Linked DNA regions of Xenopus laevis: region 1 is linked to region 2. A link is a contact called in public Hi-C data. All regions are on one chromosome and are shown on one strand. Each heading gives the region's core, a stretch centred on a gene start, on an enhancer-like site or on the middle of the called end of the contact. The rest is flanking DNA. Distances are from core to core; before and after follow the strand shown.

Region 1 (6,271 bases), core at 1,984-4,483, 170 kb before region 2:
TACAGGTATGGGATCCATTATCTGGAAATCCATTATCCAGATTACTCACCCACTGTGAATAAATATTTTTTAGTTATCTAGAGTGTGCTCGTCTTACCTGCAAAACTGTACATAATTATTGACTGTACACTATATATATATATATATATATATATATATATATATATATATATATATATATATATATATATAGAAGCATGGGATCCGTTATCCAGAAACCCTTTATCTAGAAAGCTCCAAATTACCAAAAGGCCATCTCCCAAGGACTCCATTTTATCCAATTATCCAGAAATGATTTCTTTTTTCTCTGTAATAATAAAACAGTAGCTTGTACTTGATTCCAACTAAGGTATAATTATAAGAATCCATTTTAAATGAAAACATTATTTCAATCAATGCAATCAAATGTGTAGTTTTATGTATGGCTAGCAAGGATATCCTTATGTCCTCTTGTTTTGCTGGTGAGAATTGGTTGAGAATGATCTTCACTGGCGCGAAATGAGCCGGTGCCCCGGGCCCTGATATACAAGATACCCCCGACTGCTGCATAATTCCTGGAGTCTCCCCAGATCCAAGTACTGGTTACAAGTATTGCAGTCAGCCAGCAGATGGCAGCGCAGATCCATGTTGCAGAATAGGTGGAAGGAAACAGATTTTTTGCTTTATAAAGATAAAATCATTATCAGTATTAGTGGGGTGAGCAGCACTTTAAATGAGAGGCATTTTCATTGCCATTGCAGCTATTCATTTCAGCTTTATGGTATTTATTTTTTAATGTCACATTCATAAGACTCATGATTATTGTACTGGGCAGGCATTGGTAAAAAAAAATACTAAAAAGTTAAAAAAGTATATTAAGTCCAACCTCTGGCGATGGGCTGTAAACTGGGGTGTGTAGTGTATACAGTTAAAATGGGGCCCACTTGGTACCCCATCCTGCGGGGCTCACAATCCAGTGTAGAAAGCATATAAATAAATGTGTTTCAGGTTTTAAAGGGGGAGATGGCAACCCAGCACTGATTTGATCTGGTGGTTTGGCTGATTTTGACCTTGCTGTGGGATTGTCTGAGCTTGTATGACAGTTTAGGGGATGGTCTCAAAGGATCAATCTGTCCTATTGATTGTTCCAAACCAACAAATGTAATGTGGCTTTGCAGCATGATAGTAGGTACCCCCTGCATCTGCAAATTATGCTGCTGATTATTGGCTCTAACAATAATAGAATCTGACCACCCATGCACTGGGCTGACCATCCTCGGTAGGATTGTCATCTGGCTGGTATATAAATTTGCAGTTCCTTGTGCTTTTCACCCCCCCCCCAGACCCACCCACTGAAATCAAACATCTCCATACCGGACAGTCCCGATTTTGACAGCTCAACCCGGATTGTAACTGAAATGTCACGACTTTCTCTTTGATCTCCTGCACTGAACAACCAGAAAAAGATAAAACGTTTCTAAAACTTAATTGGCTTTCGGCAGAGAGCCCCTGAAAACGTAGCAAGTGAACTTGGATACATTTATAACAATTTAAGATAAGCAAAGAAACAATTGTAACAATTTAAGATAAGAAGGTCTCGGGGAAACTGTGACTTGCAGCTTAAAGGGCAATTCACCTTCATTAGCAAAGCTGTAATAACACATAAAAACCATAGAAATGTGTTCAAACTTTCATAACCTGCCAAATTTTGTAAAAGTCATAAACCTTTCCTATTTTGCATTTCCATTTTTGTTTGGCAATTCTTTAAATCCTAGGAGTAGGAATTGGGTGAATTTGATCTGTTTCGTTTCGCTGGCGCTGGCGAATTGTCGCCGATGGGCATTAAAGTCTATGGGCGTCAAAAAAATTTTGTCGCACGTCTTTTTATTTTGACGCACAACGCCATAAAAGTCTATCGGTGTCATTTTTTCGGCGAAACAAGGCGAAAAAATTCGCCCATCCCTACCTAGGAGTGCTGTCCCTGTTCCTTCGCTCTGCAATCTTTACTCTCAGCCTCAAACTGAATCCCATATTTGGTACTTCCCTAATTAAATCCTCTGACTGTTCTACTAAATGCCTTGATTTTACAGTTGCACCTTCATATTATCCTTAATCACATGCAGCACCGACGTATTCTGCAGCGCTGTACAATATATGGGTGTAAACACTGAGCTTACAGATTAAATGCAAATGATACAAGAGGTACAGAATGCCCTGCTTTAAAGAGCTTCCCAAGAGGTTCTGCAGCATCTGAGAGCCACCATGCTCTTGATTCTGCTGTTTGCGTGGGCTCTGGTTCAGCCCTGTGGGTCACATGCCACTGAATCATACACCACCTCTCATTGCTTAGGAATTGCAGTTTTAATGTCATCAGCTCATGATGGATTGTTATGGTTCCAAATATCACCGTAGCAACAGTAGTGACACTATTGGTACCAGATGAATTTGGCAGGTGGATCGTTGCCCGCAACACAAACAAGTGTTTAACTAGAGCTAGCTGCAAGTAATTTGGCAATGCCATTAGGCTTTAACTAGCCAAGAAGGATTATAGAAGGGCCAATGAGTAGAGCACACATTTGGCACAGACGCATGAAATGCTCAGCTTTTCCAGTTGTGTGCGGAACAACCAGCCAGCATTTGAATCTGGGACTCAGAATTGAATCTGGGAATCTGGGACTCAGAATTAAAAGGAACTTAATACCACGTATGCAAAATGTTGCTGTGACTTGGGGGGGAAACTGGCTCATTTACCAATATACAACTTTTTACCTATAACTGTAACCATTGTATTTGCTAAAGTTGTCCAAGAACAAAGGTTACATCTGAAAGGGAAACTTGAGCTTAAAAAGCCCAGCTATCACTGATTTAAACTGATTGGGTGGCGCCTACAAAAAAGTTGTCAGCAGGGTTTAAAGATCACAAGAAATTCTGAAAAATTCTGGGTAAAATTGTACCGTGGATACAGGTATGTGAATGCTACATAGCCCACAAGCTATATCATATGGGAGTTAGACACTCTCTGCTGCAGCCTATTGAGCTTTCCTGGAATGGCGTTTGTGAGCTGGAAAGTGCTGCTCCCCTACTTGTTCCCAATATCCAAGGGGTGTTCATAGGCTGCATTCAGTAAATGCCTGATGATCACTACATCAGATAAGGTCACACATTTTCCAGTTTGGCCTTATGCCTGTAACATATTTTCTGGGTAAATCTTCCTTTCCCAGATCCAGCCTGAACTAGGCCTCCCAATCAAATTGCTTGTGGTCTATAGGGAGCCATTCTTGGGCAACCAGGTATCTGATCTATCAGACCATCATTATTAGTTTCCACTGCCCCCCAACTGGTCAAGCAAACTAAATAGGAACTGGGAGACCTCTCTTGGATAACACCACTGTATCTGCTTGTTGGAAAGAGCCTAGAAATATCTTTATCATTCCCCATGTGTCTAGCGCCGATACCTGTGTTGGCCTCGTTCCCAAACACAGGTTAGTTATGAATGAAATGCACTTCTAGATGTCCGAAAATATGATTCCCTCTCATAAAAATGTGAAACTATTACTAACTATTGGAAATGCTCACTGGTATCTGCATTGGTTTGTTAGCATGTGCATAGATGCACATAGATGGTAGATGCAAACATTTACCTGCTGTGTGTCTCCTACGGCAAGTAAAGAGCAATACTGGAGGAGAGATACGCTCTATTTGTAGGCAGAATTCACTTTTAAATAAAGCATAGTGTCATGTGTTATTCTGTACAGAGAACCTTATGTAACATTCATATGTTTGTTCTTGTGGGTGGAAACTCCCATACAGATACAGAACAGTGAGAAAAACCCCACTTCAATCAGTGGGCCCTAGTGGCCAAACTGTCAAAATAAATGGTAGACTGCATTACTGTTGTGATATTTTCTTGTGAGTTGGAGGTTGAAGGTTAGCACTTAGCTGGAATCCATGGGGTAGAAGAATGAGAAGTATAGAACAAGTCTTGAGAGCTTATATAGAATGAGAAGTACAGAACAAGTCTTAAAAACGTCAGTATATTCTGCGGTGCTGTACAATGAAATGGTTCAACACATACAATTACTGACAGAGGATACGTTATCACTTGTCAGGTAATGGCAACATGGAACTCCACTTTAAAACTACAAACTCATGGATGTCCCATATTTCGGTTGTTCCGATCAAGACCTAATTAATGATGATTCTTTCTCCTTAAGGTGGTATACAAGGTTCAATAGTTAGGATATCTAACTTAAGGCATCATGACCAAATGACCAGCTCTCTTTCCAAATCCAGGCTTCCAAGAGTAAAATAAACGTTACTCTTTATTAAAAGTTCCGTATTAAGTTAATCTATATTAAAATTCCTATTTTATATAAAAGGTATATACATTTATTTAATCCTACAGACATAATTATATAGATCACAAACTACAGGGTCAGCTAAACAAAGACTGAATTAATTTCTAATGGTTGTCTAGTCTGCAAGTAAAGTAGGGGAAGTAAAGTCTAAAATAGAATAAGGCTAGAAATGCTGTATTTTGTATACTAAACATAAACATGAACTTACTGCGCCACAAGCCTAATCAAAAAAATATTTATGCTTTCAAAGTTGGCCACAGGGGGTCACACTCTTGTAAATGTGTTAAACATCTTTGCAAGACCAAGACTGTGCACATGCTCAGTGTGGTCTGGGCTGCTTAGGGATCGTCATAAATCATAAACAGCACAAGTCAAATAAAATCTGCCAGAAGCCGATACAGCAAGACTGATTAATAATCAGAATATACAGACTGCACTGGGTCCTGTGTTGTCATGAAATCTAATGTGGATTTTTAGTTTTTGTATTGTTTAATACAAACTTTCTCCAACTCTGCAGAACCAGTGGCTGCAGCAAAATAATCCTTCAATTAGAATCCCAGTTTATCTGTTTAAATCTGGCTCCATGATCTTTGTCTCTGCAGCTGGAGTTGGAAACAGTAAAGGGGATGTAAAGGCAAAAATAAAATCCAATACAAATCTCTACACAGTCACTGACTGGTCTACAGGGAAACAAACAAAGCTGCTTGAGTTCTGCAAGGCTGGGAAGTAAGGCGGGGGCTTCCCCTGCTGTTCCAAAATATGATTGTTTCCCTGCAGAGCATTTAGGGACCGTCTGACAATTCCTATCCACAGCAGTAAGGGAGAATTTCACTGTATACAGTCAGGTTTCTTATAAAAATGGTACACATGTTTTAATTAAAGTATATTGGAGATAGGTTTCTTTTTCATTAAGCAAAGTAATGAATTTACATGCCCTTTAAATATCCTTTTCACATCATCAATGAAGCAATTCAGAATTGAGATCCATTAGAAGATTATCTGTACAAAGGGTTCAGTTCTGATCCAGTTGACTCACGTGAGGAGCATGTCCATGTAATAGTAACATATTTTTGATGAAGTGCACTCTTCATATGGGCTATTCATGGGCTATCAGGGTGCTACACATGGGCTGATATTTGGGTTTTTCATGGAACAATGTATTTGGAAGATTAGATTAAATTATTCCCAATGTGATCCCATTGACTCAGTCCACCTCTGTGGAACTAATTTTATTACTCTCATTTTCAGTTTGAATGTGGTTCATGAGTTATAAAATACTGGTGATTTGTTTATTGGTGTGAACAGGACCCTTCTGAAATTCGATATATATATATATACAGTATAACATCACATAGTTGGGTTATTTAGTACAGCAAGTCCATCTGGGGTTTTGGTGTTTGTTTCTCTGCTTGCAATGAGCTTTGTTAAAGCAGAGGAAACAATACAGTAATCTAGAGCCAATCGTTTGGCCATCATTGTAAAGTGCCTTGAAACTTTCCATAAACAATTAACATTTTTAATGTGCACCTTTTTATTTCTTTTTTTTGTCCCTTTTAATTTTTTTTATTGCATTTTGTGCACATATCAATAACCTATGATTTCCTAAGAGCAGTTGTTACCCTTCAGTTCCATGATAAAGCCAGCGGGGACTTCAAAGCGACCATGAATAATTGCTTTGTCACTGGCCTGACTATACCATGGTGCGGCCTCTTCTCAAGTTTTATTGAGGCTATAATCGCTTGATTAAGTTTGAGGGAGGCAAGAACAATAGAGCAGTGTCTGCATTACATTTTGGAACCATAAAGTGCTTGTTAAAGCCTAAAGTTCCTGATACTGGCCTGCAATGCATTCCCTCCTCCTCCTCCTTCTTCTGCTTCATGCTGATAAAGTTCTAAGGTCATTTACAGTGTATGTGATTCACTACTGTCGATTTG
Region 2 (6,618 bases), core at 2,116-4,615:
AGTGCAGCTAGCCACAGGAAGAACCAGCCTCGGAGATATTGCTATGTGGAATGAGAGTGCTTTGCTGTTAACTCCTCTGCTGAAAGGGAGGATATTTGCCACCTTGTTTTTGGTTGAGGAGTTTTCAAAATGAGACTATCCAGCTTCTGGTGAACTAGGACTCCTCAGCCTTCAGCTGCTGCCACTGCTAGTTGCTGTTGTTCAACAACAGCTGCAAGTGTGTTAAACATTCACTGTCTGGTGCCACAGTTTTGTCACTCTGCAGGAAGTGTACATGCTTTGCTCTGTAACAAAAAAACGATGCAACGCGAGCCTTTGTTGATTGTGCCTTGCCTTGTGTTTAGTGTAGATTGCGCAATGTGTGCCAGAAACAAGGAACAGTGGTGATCATATTTTCTTATCTGAAAGGCAAGGCTTAATAATGCAGCAGTATGTGGCTCATCCCAGGGTTGGTTGCTAAAGGTGACATTGCAAGTTATATTTTACAGTAAAAGGCAAAATGAATCAGCTGGGGCAAGCTAAGATCCCAGTTGTAAACACAGTGGTTGGATAATAAACTTGAATAATACTACTGTGGAACCAGTTATACACAGTGTTGCACTTACACAAAATGAATATAGTTCTACACCTACACACAAAAATGCTTATACAAAAACAAACACAAGTTCTGGACATATACTACAAAGAATACAAATTACTGATCTTATACAATAAACAAAGTTCTGTATTTATACCATAAAGAACAAAGATCTGCACTTATACAAAAAATGAACACACAGAACACACAGTTCTGCACATCTACAAAACACACAAGTACTGCCCTGATACAAAAAAAACACTAGAGTTCTGCACTTTAGACAAAAAACACCCAAGTGCTATATTTATCCAAATATGTTCACCCAATGTTCAACGTGTATACTGAAAAAGAACAAAGTCCTGTGTTTTGGATATTGCAACTTTGGTTAAAAATTGCCTTGTTAACAAATAAACTAGGTAAGGTTTTTCAAGTCAGCAAACAGCATAGTAAAATTTACGCTCCCATGCTTGCCTTTACTGCTCAAAAGGTTTTTTTCAGAAAAACAGGCTGCTGTAAAAGTGGGGATGTCTGTAAAGTTTGCCTGTATTTACAGGCTTCAGGGCCTAGCTTTGGCATGCTACGAGATAGGTTTGCATATGCGATAGGTTTGCATATGCGGTTGCACCCTTTATTTAGCCTGCACTCAGTCTTTCTCATCTCTGTTTTATCTAATGCCTTCACTATGTGGCTGCGTTGACTCGTTCCCAGGGATCTGGCAGACGTTCAAGGTCTTGTGATATGATTAACAAGCCAACTTCTTGTCCTTTGACACAAGAGCCCTGGCCCAGCACAGCCTTATTTACTAGTGGTGGTGCTAGGCTTTAAACTTTGCAAATCTGCATGGACTGTTTCACTGCCTGCTGTAGATTTCTGTAATCTAGGGGCTCATCCAAGACGGTCTAGGCCAGCTCAATTTACTTCTTGCTATGTTTGACTTATCTGTATGATGAATAGATTTTACGACAATCTGCTTTGTAAAATTTCTACTTTATTCTGGCTTCTTTAGCAAAATGTACATTTAACTGGAACTCAAAAACAGGGTCTGTGTTGCACACTTGGACTGGAACTTTCTAAGCACAAAAGAATTCCATAATCCGCTGTCATATGGAGGGTTAATCCTGTAACTGTATTGCTGCGCTGTCAGTTCAGGATCTCTGGAAGGCCAGACTGCCAAAAGAAAAAAAAAGTTTCCGCCTCGTTTCCAGAGCATTTTTCTAGCACACAGACAAGGGAGGAGAGGAAATAAACAGGAAAGAAGGGAAGGGTGGTCAAGTTTCCCTCACTGAGACACCCTGCTGTCAGTGCCCCTGGAGTGAGAGATCTATGGGAAGCAGAAAACAACAAGCAGTGGGGCTGTGGATTCCTCACTCCAGAAGGCAGTCATCAAAGTGAGGGAACAAGTGTTGTGGGAAAAGTGACAGCCCAAACTCCAGCACATATGCCAGTGTGTTATAAGTATGAGCACTAATATTTAACCCCCTGAATTTCTCGCTGATCCTGTGCTCACTTCTGTTATACGTGAACGACTCAACCTGCACTAAGCAACTCTGATCTTCTGCAGCATTGCACTGTACATGGATTTAGATACAACATGAACATCTAATCTATGGCCCTCCAGTTTCTCCCGATTTGCAAAGGGGAGGAATTGCAACACTGTCCTTAATTTACATCGTGCTCAGAAGCTATGTGGCGCTTTACAAAATTCTAACAAATAAGGGGCTCGCAGACAAAGGTTATGCAATGGAACTGGTGCTTTATATGAACGGATTAGACGACCGTGCACATAACGCCTTTTAGAAATACATAAAGCAACGGGCTCACACAGCCAAATCTGTATCTGCTGGGTTTTTGACCGTGAGCTGCTGGAAGCTGCAGTTCAATCACAGCCACTCAAGCGCACTACATTTCCAGGAATTGTATCATGTATCCCTATCAGTAGTTCTGATTTTCAGTCACAGGTAGGGTTGCCACCTGACCGGTAAAAATGATGGTTGATCCCAATGTTATTAATAGGAAATAAAGATAAATATGTGAGAAAGCCGGTATTTTTTTTTTTTCCAGAAAAGGTGGCAACGCCAGTCACAGGTCGCAATCTTGGTTCTTTCACCACAGGTAAACGTTACATTGAGCTTGATGTGCTGCACTTGGGATTAGCAGGAATCTTATAATGCTCTTCTTGTTTAGCTTTAGGACACTGGCAATGCCCAGACAATAAATGTAACAGTCCCACAGGCATAGAAGATCGATTATATTCTAAAGGGACTGGCGCAGTGCAGCCATTGCTGCAAATTAGAAATGATACACCACGTGAAAACCGCCTCACACCCGAACCGTGAGGTAATTATTTAGCAGAAACTCAAAACACGCGTCTCAAGCAAAACGAATCTTTCAAGTAAAGTTTTCCCCTCACTGAGCACGTAATTGTTCAGTATAAAAAGATCAGTGATTTTTCAACATATCGTTATGGATCCCTGGCTATATACGCGTGCATAAATAAGGCATCGAACAGGCGGCTCAATTCTATAACGCGCAGAACCGCAGATAACTAGAGCGCACGGTGTCGTGTCACAGTGTGACTGTGTAGAAGAGAGAGAAAGTCAGTCGGGTCCTCCAGAAGGAAATTGGCGGCACCCAATAGGAAACGAGGAGGCGGTGACGCCAAGGGGAAGTGCTTAGCCTCACAGAGAGCGGCTGGGTCACGGCTCTGGCTCCTCCTCCCCGCTCCCTTCTGCTAGTTTATATAGTGGAGCGCTGCATGCTGTCCGGGGAGTTCTAGTCCGTCAGCTCACACTTGCACTTATATTAACCAACCAGCCTTTCCCACTCCTCCCCCCTGCCTGGGCCGCTGGTGGAATATTCCCCATTAAACGGACCAGTCCATTTACCATCCTTCCCCCCTGTGACTTCAGTCGTGGCTATTCCAAAGCCTCTCAAGCACGAGGGATTTGCCGCTCCTCCGGGGGACGCGCCGAGAAACCTCCAAACTGGATCTGGAAATGTCTGCGACCCTTTTATCCGCCTTCTACGACATTGACCTGTTGTACAAGGTACGTTCCTGCTTTTGGCCTCGACTTGGGATGGGGAAATGTTTTAGCCTAGTGTTAACTGTGTGGGAATTGTCTGCGGCTTCTCAACTCGAATCTGTGGCTCTCCAGCTGTTCGAAGGGGCTTATGGGAGTTGTAGTTTAGTTGAGAGACTTGTTCTGTTAGAATGGACTCCGCTGTCGGTGGTTGCTGCTTTTCCCGTGCCCTGAGTCTACTCCCTGTCCCTCTCTCCTCACTTGCACTGGAGGCTAAAGCCCTAGGGCGGGGTTTCTCTTCCCAGCAGGAGTCTTGCACCAAACTGGGGTCCCCCTGCTATGAAGCCCCACAGACTAGACTCTTGTGCTCTGCAACTTCTTTTGAGTTGAGTTTGTGGGCCTCTTGCTCTTGGAAATAGGTTCCTCTACTCCACACTGCACAGTGTTGGGGCCCCTTTATTTTATTGCCCCCAGTTGGTACTTTTTTTTCCCCTCTAGTTGATTTAAAGCAGTTTTATCACAGGGCTAGTGGCCATGGGCTCTTGGGGCTTCCTGTGTAGGGTTAGTGGCTCCCTGTGTAGGGTTAATGGCCCAGGCTGTTGGGTCTCCCCGTGCAAGGTAAGTGGTCCCTTGCTCTTGGGGCTCCCTGTGCAGGGTTAGTGGCCCTGGTCTCTTGGAGCTCCCTGTGCAGGGTTAGTGTTCCGGGCTCTTGGGGCTCCCTCTGCAGGGTTAGTGGCCCCGGGGCTCTTGGGGCTCCATGTGCAGGATTAGTGGCCCCGAGCTCTTGGAGCTCCCTGTGCAGGGTTAGTAGCCCCGGGCTCTTGGAGCTCCCTGTGCAAGGTTAGTGGCCCTTGGGTTCTTGGGGCTCCCTTTGCAGGGTTAGTGGCCCCTGGGTTCTTGGGGTTCCCTTTGCAGGGTTAGTGGCCCCTGGGTTCTTGGGGTTCCCTGCTTGTGCAGGGTTAGTGGCCCTAGGCTCTTGATGCTCCCTGTGCTGTGGGTTTTTTTTCTTTTGCAGTGAGATATGGGGCTCACTTGTGTTTGCAGTGCTTGAAGTTGTTGCAGCATTCTGTTTAGTAGCAGTGTCTCTGGCGCTATAGTCTACACTCCTGTTGCAAGGCAGTATGGGTAGGAGACGCCTCTGTGGTTTGTTGCTTGAGTTAGGAGGCTCCTTGGAGTGCAGTTGCCATGTGCTGGGTGGCAGTGCCAGAGCCTGCTGTCTGCTTAGTTACCTTTTACTGGCGTGGGGGGAGGTGACTTGCATTAGATTGAGATGGGGCTGCAGTCTTTCCTCTTTATTGGGGCCCCTAGTAGTTTCGGTACTACATGTTGAATATTCAGCTCTGCTTTGCATTATAGCTGGGGTTGCATTGTGCAGCTTACTTGGTGGGTTTCGCATCCACACTAGTTTCCATAACGTTACGTACAGTTTTTTTTTTTTTTTTTTTTTTTTTTTTTTTGCACCCCCCTCTCCCTTTGTCATGTAAGTGTGTGGAAAGTTTATCTGCATTACAAATGGGGTGGTCTGTTTGAAATGGAGTTGCACTGCTGTGTGAGCATTATGGCTTCCCTCTAGCAGGACAATGTTGAATGGTGTGGGAGGGACAGCTTTTGGTGCTTCTTCAACGGAGTTTGCAGCTTTATTTGTATGACTGTTGACATATTTCAAACACGCTTGGTAGAGTGTTTGGGGTGCCTTATAGCTAAATCTTTAGAGGTGACTTATTGGGAGTCTCAGAAGTAGACCTGTAGCCCATGGTTGAAATTGGAAGAGATCTCCTTCCCTTTGGGGTCATCTTTCCCCATGTGGATACTAGGATGTCTATTTTGGAGCTCCACCTTTCCTGTCCTGTATTTTTGTTTGTGCCCTGCTGGAAGTTTGTGAGTTGTAAAGTTGCAAGCTAATGCGTTATTTGTTTTCCATTGTGTGGTGTTTTGGGGCGTGTTATCATTTGCATGCTATCTGAGGGGCTTTTTGCAGCAGAATATTGGGTACCAACTTGCTTTTGATCTGTCAGGTGGTGTGAAAATATGAAAATACATACTGAGTACCCAGTATGTGTGCATACATACTAAGTAGTTGCTGTTCTTTTATTGGGGGGGGGGGGGTTAGAAGATGCATACTGGGGCACTGGCTGGTGGAAGTGTAGTGTAGGCTCCGAGTTCTAGCATATGTTAGAGAACTTATATTTTGGGCAACAGTCACACATTTAGTGGGTTCTTCAGTAGATGCATGCTAGGGTGTTATTGTAGGGAAAGTGTGTAATATAGAAAGCACAGGGTTGAAGTCCTTGTGCAATTGTATGATATTGAGTTTCTTTAGGGGAGGCATTGTAATATAATTTGGGGGTGATTGCTAGAATTGTCTGCACAATGGTGATTTCCCTTTGCTTGAGAGTAACCGTGACTGTCTCCCTGCAGAACGAGAAGGCTCTGAATAACTTGGCCCTGAGCACCATGCTGGACAAGAAGGCAGTGGGCAGCCCGGTGAGTTCCACCAACTCCAACTTGTTCCCAGGATTCCTCCGCCGGCACTCTGCCAGTAACCTACAGGCCCTCAGTGGCAGCACCAACCCAGCCAAATTCTGCCACAACAACAACAACAACCAGCTAAATGAATCAGCTGCCAGCAGCACCGCCCTGCTTAACCGGGAAAACAAGTTTAGGGACCGCTCATTCAGCGAGAATGGGGAGCGTAGCCAGCATCTCCTGCACCTACAACAGCAGCAGCAGAAGGCTGGGGCACAAGTCAATTCAACCCGCTACAAGACTGAACTCTGCAGGCCATTTGAGGAGAGTGGGGCATGCAAGTATGGGGAGAAATGCCAGTTTGCTCATGGATTTCACGAGCTGCGCAGCCTGACCCGTCACCCTAAATACAAGACCGAGCTGTGCCGCACCTTCCACACCATTGGCTTCTGCCCGTATGGGCCACGCTGCCACTTCATCCACAATGCTGAGGAGAGGCGACAAGCTCCTGGGGCTGGGGAGCGCCCCAAACTGCACCATAGCCTCAGTTTCTCT

What was found. A called contact is a pair of places that touch in the nucleus more often than the background predicts.
Region 1: a contact with region 2 is called in a Hi-C map of the XL177 cell line, with 5 times the contacts expected there. The contact joins the enhancer-like site here to the promoter of zfp36l2.S in region 2. A contact is called at or near these places in 2 of 4 Hi-C or Micro-C datasets (the XL177 cell line and the XTC cell line).

Annotation. Positions count from the first base shown.
Region 1 is chr5S:20,305,508-20,311,778 of Xenopus_laevis_v10.1, reverse strand. No RefSeq gene overlaps it. Among protein-coding and RNA genes, the nearest start is that of plekhh2.S, 95 kb to the left of the region's middle. Within about 2 kb of position 3,233, at least 1 of the 7 cell types and tissues checked has an H3K27ac peak or open chromatin away from gene starts, as enhancers often do.
Region 2 is chr5S:20,132,049-20,138,666 of Xenopus_laevis_v10.1, reverse strand. zfp36l2.S (ZFP36 ring finger protein-like 2 S homeolog) reads left to right here and starts at 3,365. Exons shown (of 2, transcript NM_001087141.1): 1 at 3,365-3,624; 2 at 6,016-6,618. The coding sequence starts at 3,574.